Linked DNA regions of Drosophila melanogaster: region 2 is linked to region 1. Evidence: chromatin contacts called from public HiChIP or PLAC-seq data. All regions are on one chromosome and are shown on one strand. The core of a region is the stretch at or near the end of the contact, and the rest is flanking DNA. Distances in the headings are between cores, read along the strand shown.

Region 1 (6,530 bases), core at 652-3,151:
ACAGGTAAAGGCTGCATAGAAATCATGGCACCTCTTCGACTAGAGCAGTGAAAAAGTGAACCCCGAAATGGTTTTGCCGTCGCGACTCCGACTTAAGCATCTTCAGCTGACTGATTAAACATCAGGAAATACAAAATGCTAAGCAGGCAAACGCAAATTGTAACAGGGCCCAAAGTCAAACGAGTTCTCAGGCCAAAGGCAAAAGCTATTGATAAGCGGCCAAAACTCGTTCGCATTTCGACCGTTTTCGTGAGCTTTTCGTTGGATGGAGGGGCAGTGGTGGGGGGTTAAAGCCAAATAGCCAGATAGCCCCATTGACTGATTATTGTTATTAATGCGAATGCGGCGGTGTCTTGCTGGTTTTTTGCCATTTGCATTGACATTGACTTTGACCGAGAAATTATAAATCGAAGCCAATGTGACGCATACGTGCGACTGCCTATGCTTATGCGTTTATGAGGCGCTCGGATTTAATGCAAATGCACTATAAAGACTGCTCTTTATTGTTTTAATCGCTTCTGCAACAATGTGGCAATGATTAGCATGCAGTCGGGCAATGCATTTATGTACCATACCATTTTCCAAATTTATGTTTTCGTGAGTGAAGAGTATGCAACCCATAAATCTCAGCGAAGTACTTGAAGCCATAATTGTTACCCTGGACACACTCGCTTGACCACCGACCAACCGAACCACCCAGTCACCCACCAAGCCAAGCCAACCCATCCATCCACCATCCTACCATCCACCCACCGCAGACATTCGACATTCAGTCATTGGGTCAAAGCCAACCGATCGTTCAAGTTCAAGCCCCCGAAAAGAGATTAGAAAAATTGCTCAAGACTCAAGACTAGATCAAAAAACGACATTGACCGTCATGTCATGGCACCGGCACACAATCAATATTAGAAAACTTAGGGACATTAGCAGAGATTTTGATGGTTTATTAGCAATATTTGGCATGGCAAGAGGGGCCAAACTTCTGCCAGTCGAAGAAAAAAAAAACCGATCCGATCCGAAATCTTCGCATTTCGTTATTGTCTTCTATTTCCTGGTTGGATCCGCTTCGCTGCCGACTATTTGGCATTATCATGAATTAATTGTTGCATATTATAGCGACAAGCATTGACCTCAATAGAGAGATTTGATAAACACTACATACGTGAAGCAGAACGCGTAAGTAGATGCGAACTTAAAGCCAATAACTTTTATTGGATTTTTTTCTCTAATGGATTCATATACATTTTGTGCTCATTAGAAGCGGATTGGCAAACTAGAGCCGATTCAATTTTCTTTAGCTGGAACCATCATTTGTGGCCAGAGAGCAGAGTGTTTTGGAACTTGGAAGCTGGAGCTTATGAGGCTTGAGTGTATAAACAATTTTATTGTTGACTGGTGGTTGCACATTCATTTATTAAATCTCTAGAAATACTCAGAGCTACATTTTTGATTCAAGGAGTCGGCGCAAATTTTTATTAATGATGTGTTCACATTGATTTCATATTATAGCGCTCTGGCTAGGTCTCAACTAATTGATACGAGCTTACAATAAAAATTTTGAAATCGAATGAAAATTATGAAAAAAAGGTTTGGTCTTTTTAAATCCTTGGTTGTTTAATAATTGGTGTCTTAAATCTTTAAATGCAAACTGATTTTCTTTTAAAATTGAATAACATTAAATATTTTACGATCTGTGTTATGCAAAATTTAATGCAATTTAATTTAATAGCCAAGAATATATATTTTGTAATTGATTTAACGAAAAACGTTAGACCATGTAATTCAAAATTTGAATAAATTAAATATTGAAAATCCGTTATTTTCGATATTTTATAGGGCTAACATTGGTTCTAGTATATTAGCGCGAGACTGTGCGGTATATTCTAATCGGGACTCAACGGTCACACTGGTGCACTGCTATCTTGGGATTGGGATTCAATCCGCTTTCTTTGGAGAACCCATTGTGTATTATTTAATTTGGAATCACCTCCTTCATCGTCCGGAATTCAGTGTTGACATGGCTGCGGAGCGGATAACCGCCTGCACTTAGTTTCTAGCCAGCGACGAGCGATGACTGTTTGGGGAATAGAAGCCATCACACTGAACGGATCGTCGGCAAGGGAAAGTTTGGAGCACCTTCCGGGAAACGGTGCAATTCGGGTGATACCAGAGGCGGGAGCCATGAACTCCGTGGAGCGCTACCGTCAGGAGTGGCAGGTGCTGCTTGAAAACCTCGATGCGGACCCGGAAAGTCTCCGGCAGTCGGCATTTGCCGGCGATCTCAAGATGTCCAAATTCCGCAGCGTTCACTGGGCCCTCCTACTGCGCGTCCTGACGTCGGAGCACCGCAGTTGGACTAGCCAGCGACTTCAGCAGCGAGTTAGGTACGACAAGTTCCGGGCAGACTACGTCCGCAATCCGCACCAACTGGCCGTGGACTGCAACGATGATCCGCTGTCGCAGTCGACGCAAAGCGTGTGGAATCAGTACTTTAGCGACCAGGACCTATTCGCCGTCATCCGGCAGGATGTGGTGCGCACTTTCCCGGGTGTGGACTTCTTCCGTAAGCCATTGGTGCAGAATGCAATGGTCAACATACTGTTCTACTACGCCAGGGAGCATCCGTATATGTGCTACCGGCAGGGCATGCACGAGATCCTGGCTCCCATTATATTCGTTGTCTACAGCGATCACCAGTCCCTGCTTCACTTCAGCGAACTGGCCAAAACGGATATTAATCCCACACTGCTGGACGTGCTGGATCCCGCCTATCTGGAAGCGGATACCTAGTACGTAGTTCAAGTAACATGAAATCTTTTTATCTTAAATCAATGCGCTCCTCGCAGCTCTTTGTTCTCCCGCCTCATGGCCTCCGTGGAGTCGTACTATCGCGTCTCGAATCTGGTCTCCACACCCGGTGGCCACATCGAACAGCGAGCCGAGGTGCGTCGCAGTTTGCGGGTGCAGCAAGCAGCCCTTATCGCTACCCATTCCTCTTTCAGAGCCCCGGGGACAATGAGACGTCGACCGAGGCGGAGGTTATCGGCCAGCTGAACTTCATACGGGACAAAATACTCGCCAAGCAGGACCAGCACTTGCACCACTATCTCCAAAAGATGGAAATCCCACTGCACATATTCGGCATGTGAGTTGGCAATGAAAATGGGGGGTTTTAGTTACTAGTAATGCTTTTCGATAAGGGAATTCCACAAACAATATAAAGATATCTTAAAAATGAATATTGAAATTAATCAAATTATATATTTCCTTATTATAGTCGATGGCTAAGACTTCTCTTTGGACGGGAGTTTATGCTGCTGGACCTGTTGCTACTCTGGGATGCCATCTTCGCAGATAGCGACCGCTTCGACCTGCCCAACTACATTCTAGTGGCAATGTTGGTGCACATCCGTGATAAACGTGGGTACTCCCGCCTGGTGCCTTAGTTCCTAAATAATGGCCTAACTAATGTCGATATCAGTGCTTCTTAGTGACTACACCACATCGTTGACATATCTAATGCGCTACCCAAACAATGTTGATGTCCATCTGGTGCTGAGACATGCCCTATTCATGCTCAATCCCAAGCAGTTTGAGTATCCGCCAAACGCCTTCACGTGTGTGTCCTTTGCCAACAGTTCCGCGGACAAGGATGTGCCCCCTCCTGCGGGACAACGCCCGCGCACCAATTCAGAAAACTCTTCGATGGCCACTAGTGGTAGCCAGATCGATCGGCAGATCACCTTCATGCAGGAGCGCAATGCGGCGGATTCTTCTGCTCTGGCCAAATTGCAAGATACCCATCGAGTTGCAATGGATGGATACTTGGAGAATGTGAGTGTGCTTTAATATATGAATGTCGTATACGTGTTTCTGTTACCATATTTAACCGTTTATTAAATTATATTTAATTATAACAAAACAAAACTACTTAAATCTAAGCCAATCTTTTGTACATATTTTCTAAGTAGGGTTTTAGTGAGTCAATTCTTAAATACTTTAAAATTTATAACGTAACATTTACTTTCATGATTTTATTACAAAGACCTGTTCCTAAGAAATATTTGTATTGGCCCTTGCAGAGTCCAGAGCTACTCCGATTGGAGCTGAAGAATGCCCAAACTGTAATCAAGATAGCGCGAAGCAAGTTGCAGAGCTACCTGAGCACTGTGCGCCATCATGTGGGAAAGCAGGCGAATGGTAGCGAAGAACTCGGTCGGACACTGGACGGGATTGAAGAGCTATGCAGCTTTCTGGACGTTAAATTCATGTTCCCGCTGCACCAGCGATCGGCGCCCATCGACCAGGCTCTGGAGGCCAACGAGCAGAAGCAGCTAAACACTGTCAGCAAACCGCCAAAGCCAACGGCTTCCTCCACTCCCGCTAACGCACCGGCTGCTCTCTCTGCGACTGGTGGCTATCAGATGCCTGAGAACGCCTTTATGCACAGCTCGATGCGACGGCTCCTCGGGGAACTGCGTGAAATCGAGCTGTCCACGATAACGAGCGATGAGAAACCTGGAAACGCGGTGGTGCAAAACGGATTGCCAGCTGCGGAGCCTCAGCAACGGCATCGAAACGAATCGAGTTGATCGTAAGGTCCACTCCTAACGACTGAAACTGAATTTAGACTTAAACAGAGCAGCCACAAAGTGGATAAACCGGAATTAGTAAGGATTATAATTAAAAGACATAAAGTTTACTATATTTTGGACTTGAATAAGTCCATAGTTTGTAATTTTCTCCATGAAAAATAAAAATTTTTCGGGTATTGGAATGGTTTCGAAACAAATCGTCTTCAAAACATGCAAGTTTCGGAAGCAACAGGTTCGTAGTTCGTTGAAGGAGTAGTGTTCTATGTGATATCTTGGAAGAAGCTCCATCGTTTGTGTATTCTAAATTTTGAACAATTGCTTGCAAGTATTCATCATTAACGTAAAGTATATCTGATTGAGTCGAATTTAAATAATGACAGTGATAAAGTCTTAAGTTACGTTTGATTCATATTTCCTAGGAGCTCTATGGCCTGCGGTTATGGTTCACCATTGTCCGAAATGTTGTGATTTGACAACCGTTGCTGCTGGGACCACCACGCATTATTGGAGTCGAGGACGTTATGCTTGCCTGTGCCTGCTGCGGCTGTTGCATCTGAGGCGTATTAGTAACGGTGATCTTGGAACTGTTGTTATTGTTAACCCGTATCTGCCTGATCATGGCCAACGTGTTACCATTGCTAAGGTCCGCCTGTGGGGTGGATGGTGCTTCCGAAGTGCCACCTTGACTGAGTCGTCCGTTCACGTTGGTCCGACTCTGTGTTGTTAGTTTGTCAAGAGGTACACAACGCACGGAATCCGTCTCGAGGCGGTTGGTCACTTGCGTTTGGTTGGAAGTTAAGATACGGCGTATATTCTCTGGCAGGTCTTTGGCGCTCCCATTGATGGTCACTTGGGCAGAGGAAGCCCCGGTAACTGGCTCTTTCGGTACGGTTTCCTTGTCGTTATTATTGTTCTGCCCATTATTGTATTCATGCGGTGTTGTGACAACCGAGGAATGCAAATCTGCATCGACAGAAGCAAGGGGAGCTGAAATAGGAGCAGGAGGAGTTTTAACTGGGGTCACCGTAGTTGAAGAAGGCCATTTCGAGGAAGCAGAAACTGTAGCTGGGGTTGGAGTTGTCGCATTTCTCTGCATGGCTCGAAGCTCCAAGCTACAAACGAGCTGCATGATTTTCGACTTGCCCTCTGCGGCTAAATCCGGCGGCAGGGACTTCATGGTCGGCGAAATGCTGTCAAAGAAGAGATCCATTACATGTCGTGGCTCCGGTGGCTTAATCGGTGACACTGTCACCGATGGCGGCGCCTGGGCCATAGACTCGTTATGTGCGACCGACTCCCGTTCCAAAGTTCGCAAGCGTGTAACAATATCAAACGACGAGCATATCATGTCCCTGGCCATGTCCATTTGGGAGCGTTCTTCCTGTCGCTTGCCCATTGAGTCGCGAAGGGCGCGTATTATGCGACGAACCTCCATTGAGCGTCGGGACCGCTTCGCCAGCGGTTCCGCTGTGCTGCCATCGGATCTAAGTAGCCATAATGAGTGTGGTTATTAGAAACGCTTAATGAAGGGATTTCGAATTCTAAACTCACCGAACGCTCATATCGTTTTCGCTCTCCTTGTCCATTCCAGACTCCTGCCTTTCCGCATCAACGGTGGAAGTGGGACTAACTGATGGTGCATTGGCGGCAGCGGCGGCATTGGCCCTTTGCCGCTCCTTATTTTCGACGTGCTTACGCGAAGCGTCGTGTTGCCGCAGGTAAAATACCTTGATCGGCAGCCGGCTATCACAAACACGGCAGTGACAGTGATTCTCGTCATTGGCATCAGGATCCAGCCAGTCGTACTTCGCTTGCAGCTCTGCCATAGCCGCTTTCTGTCTAGCCTCGGCGCTGGCCAAAGCCGAAGCTGTGGCCACAACAGTGGATATTTCACCTGAGTTTTTGTTCGATGTTTTCAAAGGGTTGCCACCATTG
Region 2 (6,475 bases), core at 3,140-5,639, 160 kb before region 1:
CTTTGGAAGTTTGCCTCCTTTTTTGGGGGTTTTGATGGGTACGACCAGCTCGGTAAGTTGGCAAAAGTCATTTGAGGCAGCAAAGCCGCAGACAGTGAAGCAAAACGAAAGATGTTGTAAAAGTTTTGGCTTAGTTTCGTTTACCTAGTGGCATAGAAAAAACTGTTTGAATATAATTCTAATTTGCATATTATTTGGCTTTGGCTCTGGCGCCCTCCCGTTTTCCATTTGGAGTCGAATGGATGGATGGATGGCGGAGGATGGAATGGAACCTTTTGGCGTACATAATGGGCTGGAAAATCTTATACAAGGCAACGCAATCTGCAGGATTGCAGCGGCCACAAAGCTCTTAAAGTAATTAGTGGCATAAATTAAATGCCCCAACCCCTCAGAGTGGACTTCTGCCCCGAAAACAACAATGGGCAATTGTTTGAATGACCCTTGTGCCACTTTTAATTGTTGCAATGCTGCGAAACTTTTCGACCTCACCGGCCAAGGCGAAAGCGAAAGAGTTGCGGAAAAAGGCCTCTAGCCTTTTTGTCACCGCCGTGGAAAATTGAGAGTAAGGGGGGAAATGGTGGAAAATCGGGGAGCGATTTCCTCACGACGCACTGCAACAAAAGCGACCGACCGCGGGGCATAAATAACTTTTTTTATGCGTTTCATATGGGCTTTTTATGTGAACAGAAGGTCGACGCACAAGCCACGCAAAAATTCGCCCAAAATGAGGAAGAAAGTTGACACTTTTTAAATTGAATATAAAATAAAATAAATTGTGCGTTATTTAAAGTATCACCCTGCCGCGCAGAGTATTTTTCATTCCCAGCAGCTGTATGTGAGCCTAATTACTTTTTATTTCGGCCGAAAGGGATTGCGAAATTGGTTAACTTTTGATTTTGTCATCAAAAATATACAGAAACTATAAGATATTTTATTTATTTTATTTATTTAAACTGAGAAAATCGATGAAAATATAATAAATAAATATTCATCACATGAACTAGTGCTAAACTTTATTATATTACTTAAATTTTTTTTATTTTGTGTGTCAATCTGCTTGCGGTGCCAAAAATGTAGCTTTTCATTTAAAGGTTTTTCTCTTTATTTTGTATTCCAATTATATAATGAAAATTCCCACTGATATGATTTCGGGTAATTAAGCCTGTAAGCTGGCTGCCAGTGAAAACGAAAGCAGGGAAAACTGCTGCAACATTGATTTCCAATTGATTTTGGCTTTTGTCGCCTTTCAGTCATAAAAATACTCATCGAAAATTACATGCCAAAATAAAACAAGCTGTTGACTTGCCAAATAGCCGTGAAATATTCCCCCAGGGCGTAGGTGAGCAGGTAACGGCAATCGCATCGTCCTGCCGTTCGAAATTCGCTGAGACAACAAATGTCGCCAGCCAAGCCAACCACCACCAAGCCATCCAAGCCACCTATTTGCCCACCGACCACGCCCCGCTTGGCCTCCCACTCCGAGTCCGGCGTATCTGTCTCCGGACAGTAACGAGTCCTGCTCATGGGCGGAACTTGAGAGGAGCAGGCTGGATGCCAGGAGGATATCGTAAAGCGACACACAATCACACATAAAATTTTACAACACGAGGATGTTTTTTATTGCACTCGTCCCCAGACTGGCTGCTCGTCCTGGTGTCCTTGTCCCCAATCGAAGGACCTTAAGTAGCCAATTACTGGAAACTTGGAATTCCCTTCCCATTCGATGGGCAAGGGTTTCTCAGCTACAGCTTCGCAGTTTCGCAGTTTGTTAGCGCTCGCCCATCAGCCGAGTAAACAACAAAACATTTTTCTATTTAATTAAATCGGATTCACCTCTTGGTCGCTCATTCGCTGATTTATGGATGGAAGCCAATAAATTTGCACAGCGCTTCTCATTCAGATTGGGATTGGGATTGGGATTCGGATTCGGATTCGGATTCGGATTCTGCTTTTTCCGCTGATTCTGTCTGAGCCGTGAGCCGTTTAAATCACGAGCTGTGCTGCGGTTTTAATTAAAAGGAATTTATTTTTCACTCAACTGCAGATAAGTGCGCAGACAGTTGGGCTGTACGAGTAGCAGCATCCACATCCGCAGACGACCATATAAATATAATAGTTTACCTTTGCCTCTGCTTTTGTTGCTCACTGCACCACCTCATCGCACCACTGGCTTACCTCTGCACCACCGCACCTCACACACACACTCACTCAAACGGACGCAAATATTTGCCCACCTCGTATTACATACCCACGACTTGCCATTATCGTTAAGACAATACAAAAGGCCACATTTGGTACAGGGAGAAATAAGTGGCCTAAATTCGGGCAACAACTCACTTCCTGAATTTATTGAACCAAATGGGTAAGACTTCTAACGACACTGTTATTGAGCGTAATTTATAAATCTACTTTAAAGAAATTAATAGTAAACAGAAGATAATTAGCATATGGACATTTAAACTACAATTTTCCCATTATTGTTCTTTTCAACAGGTCCGTTTGAGTATTTTCAATTTATCGAATTATTTCATTTAACACTTCGTTTATTTATGATATATCTACAAAAAGAATATATATTTTCTTGAACATTAAGGAGAATTTATCAGTTATAACTATACTAATTCTTAGGATTACTCTTAACATTTTAATAATACCTATTTAATTGTTTTTGAAAATTTGTTGGCACCTTCGGATATATTTGTTCGAGTGCATTGTGCGTTTTGGCTGCGTATATGTACATATGAATGTAACCCTTTGCAAACATGTCTATTTTGGTCAATGGCAATGGCAACGCAAGCCATTTGTTAATTGTTGCCACACCCCTGCGGCCGAGAAAATCGAGCCGGGACGGGACCTGAATCTGGGGATCTGGCATATGGGATCTGGGATCTGGATGCCATGGACAGAGAACTGAAGCCGGGGGTCCGGGGCCTTTGGCCGCCTGTCATAATTACGGAACTGGCTGCTCAAGTTGCCGCAGCTGGCACCTAAGACATTGGCCATGGCTAAAGACCTGCATCGTCGCCTGCCTAGTTATTAAATAGATGGATGAATGGATGGATGGATGGGCGATACGGGGCTGCTGGGCGATTCCGATTCCATCGATGCCCGACCACAGATCGGGTTTCAGGTATTAGTCAGTAATTAATCATCCGCCTTGTTATAACGGCCAATTGTGTAATTACAGCATATATGGATATCTAATGCGTTCGATAAAAATGTAAATGCGCATACATACATATATGTACCTACATATATCGTCCTCAATCGGGCGAATTGAGAATTAATGGCCAATAAGCGAAAATGAATCATGCAATTGGCGCCCAATGGCTTCAAGTTCTCGCAAAATGTTGTAAAGCCCTCGGCCCAAAAGCCGAACCTCTCGAGGGCCCACTAAAACCCCGATATAAACAGGGCCCGCAGCCAAGATGTTAAAACACCCACCCACCGCCAACTCTACACACACACACTCGCACACACACACACACATATATGTAGACCGGAAATCGCCGGCGATAAATCTCCCATTTACCTTTAAACTCGAAATACGACTACCAATGGGGATCGAGGGTGAATCGGAGGAAAATGGGTGCGGAAGTTGGGGAAGTTAGGGAAGTTGGGATGTGCGGGAGTGGACACTGTTACGTCCTTAAATCCACTAACAAATAAAGGAATAAATTGCCCATAAAAAGGATTTTGCAAATGCCGGCTGCAACTACGGAACCCACTTGTGTTTCCTATTTTACAGTTATTGTGCACTTCTTTCTAGTTTAGTTGCTTGTACTAAACTTAAAGAATTGCGCGACCGCAAATGCCAACAAGTTTTGTGCGATTCTTGTCCACAGGCAAAAGTCAAAATATTATGATCAAGTCTGTAGCTTCTCTTTTGATGCAAAATATGGCTGGAATTGTTTTTTACTGTGTCTACATAATTTCGATTTATATTCGTGCTTTCTTCTTCTGATTTATTTAATTATCCCATGTGTATTAGCTAATAAATATAACGTTGAACAATTTTGAATTGAAAGAATCACACTGTAGCAAAATACTTGATGAGTTTGGATAAATTTAATTAATTAGAATTTTCTGCACAACGTATAGAAAATTTGTTGAAATCAATCTTTACTTCCATTTGTTTAATTTTTGGAAATTATCATTTGTTGTAAGATCTTTTATAATATTTTCTATCAAAATACAGGTTACATGAAAAACCAAGTGGAAAATTAAGAAAGTAAAATTGAAATGGACGAATTAGCTGTTTTCTAGCCAAGCGGGGAGGTTCGTGTCTTAGCTCAACGAATATCGTGGCTCTGCACCTGATTTGAATTCGACGGTCACACAGAAATACCGAAAACCGACATGTACAATTTGTTGTGTACTTGGTATATTTGTCGTGACCACATCTGGTCACACTGCTCGCATAAGATCAACAACTACTGCGGCCATTCTTACATTCTACTCCTAAAAAAATTCCGAAAGTGCACTTAAATAGCCCAAAATAATAACAAAACATAATAGTGACCGGACGATGCAGCACCGCCAACAAAATAAAGTGTGAAAACAAGTGATTGAATACCCGGAAAGTCGCCTCGCGAAGCGGGAACTAACGTGTTTGGCTGGCCTGTTTTTTCTCTCTCCTCTTTTTCGCCAACCAAAAACCAGGCTAACAGTGATTTTTTCGCGGGGGAGGGGGTGCGACGAGCCAAAACCCGTAGTAAAGAAACCGCCCGAAAGGAGCGCCCACTTTGGCCAGCAACTTTAGCTCAGCTCCCCGAACCAAAAGTGAAGAAAAAAACAAAAAACTAAAAGGAAAACTTAAGTAAAACGGGGGCGTCTATCGCTTGCAAGTGTGTTGGTTAGTCAGTGTACGTGTGTGTTGGCCAGAACAAGTTGGCTGCGCGTGTGTGCGTGTGAGGGGTTTTTTGATGTCTGCGCTGTCTTTTTTCCCCAGCCGAGGTGAGCACACAGGTGAATTATCGGTGCATTCGGCTGCCTTGGCAACAATTCCATAAAAACAACACATAGAAAACAACAATAACGACCACCCGCAATATATAATACATACATACACACGTTTAAAACCAAACAAAATCCAGAAAAATGCTCCGTTTTCTAAGCCGTCGCAAGGTGCGCAACAACTATGTGGATAATTCGAGAGAGGGCGGCGGGGCAACTAGTTCCGCGGTGGGCGTGGCTGGGGGTGGTGGTGCCATCACCTCCGGCGGCAGCTCACAAATAAAGCCACAACGCATCGTGGTCAACAAGAACAAAATCGACTGCCGCGTCATTCTGCTGGACAACACTGACCTTTCCATCGAATTATCGGTGAGTACAGGAGGGCCCACATCGAATTACATTTGGCCCATTTTCGATTTTTTGGCTTTCACCCTTTAAACTGCTGCCGTTGGCAGTAATTTTCGGAAGGCAAACAAACAAGCGATTGGATCTTATAAGAGAATACCGTCAAGGTAGAGATAAAGATAGAGCTAAAGTGGTTGGTAGGGCGGCTCAGTATTACGTACTAAATAAATAATGTCTTAAATTTTACGAATCATCTTTAGCTCTATCCTTTATACGAATTTTAAATTTGAGCTCAGAAATATTATTTATATTAAGAAGTAAGTCAGGGTATTTATTGTCCATTAAATGCACTCTGCTAAGAGAAGTATTGAATTCTCAAAACAGCCCAAAACAATTGTGTAGCAAACGTTTTAACCATTTCATTTATTGGTCCACCCTAATGAAGACACTACCGCAGCTTGCATTGCCTCAGTCCGTGTGATAAAAATAAGCAAATTGCTGCTGATCAGCACATAATTTAACCCGCTAAGCGAACGTGATTAGTTCAGGGTCGCATTGATTTACACCTGCCCCCCGTCGGAAGCATTAATTTTCCACTTTGCTGTTTGCGATTGCAGAAAAAGGCATTGGGCAGCTTTTTGTACGAACAGGTATTCTACGCACTGGACATCATCGAGAAGGATTACTTTGGGCTGCAGTTCATGGATGCCAATCACGTCAAGCACTGGCTAGATCCCACCAAGCCCATCAAGAAGCAGGTCAAAAGTGAGTTAATGTGTGAAACCAATTACGTGGGCCAAACAATACTAATTATTTTACCTTTCCCGCAGTTGGGCCGCCCTACACGTTCCGGCTGAAGGTGAAGTTTTACTCTTCGGAACCCAATACACTGCGCGAAGAGCTGACCCGCTACCTGTTCTTCTTGCAACTGAAACAAGATCTTCTCGAGGGGCGACTCGACTGTCCGGAGGACAAGGCCACCGAACTCTGTGCTTTGGCATTGCAGTGTAGGTGTTTTTCTTCATTTCATTGATTTAATTTGACGGATTCACTCATCTTTAAAAACAGTTTTATGAGTTCATCGATATAGCACGAGTTTCCTTAACTATTTGACTAATTGTTTATTTTTCACTCACAGCTGAACTGGGCGACTATGACAATCAGGAGCATTCCG

Evidence for each region. HiChIP or PLAC-seq counts read pairs in DNA pulled down with a chosen protein or histone mark.
Region 2: a CP190 HiChIP or PLAC-seq map of the Kc167 cell line shows a contact between it and region 1, with 5 times the contacts expected there. The contact joins the promoter of yrt here to the promoter of TBC1D5 in region 1. A contact is called at or near these places in 12 of 107 Hi-C or Micro-C datasets (the D17-c3 cell line, the Kc167 cell line, the S2 cell line and 7 more) and 1 of 6 datasets of contacts at active chromatin or transcription factors (the Kc167 cell line).

What each region holds. Positions count from the first base shown.
Region 1 is chr3R:13,267,382-13,273,911 of dm6, reverse strand. It overlaps TBC1D5 (TBC1 domain family member 5), which reads left to right and starts at 1,901. Exons shown (of 6, transcript NM_169499.2): 1 at 1,901-2,789; 2 at 2,847-2,943; 3 at 3,003-3,145; 4 at 3,278-3,420; 5 at 3,482-3,834; 6 at 4,083-4,775. The coding sequence starts at 2,071. The coding sequence ends at 4,592. Su(var)3-7 (Suppressor of variegation 3-7) reads right to left here. Exons shown (of 5, transcript NM_079618.4): 4 at 6,147-6,530; 5 at 3,874-6,079. The coding sequence ends at 5,020.
Region 2 is chr3R:13,432,898-13,439,372 of dm6, reverse strand. yrt (yurt) reads left to right here and starts at 4,389. Exons shown (of 10, transcript NM_142034.2): 1 at 4,389-5,325; 2 at 5,919-6,066; 3 at 6,132-6,308; 4 at 6,440-6,475. The coding sequence starts at 5,101. lncRNA:CR42756 (long non-coding RNA:CR42756) reads left to right here and starts at 164. Exons shown (of 1, transcript NR_037760.1): 1 at 164-786.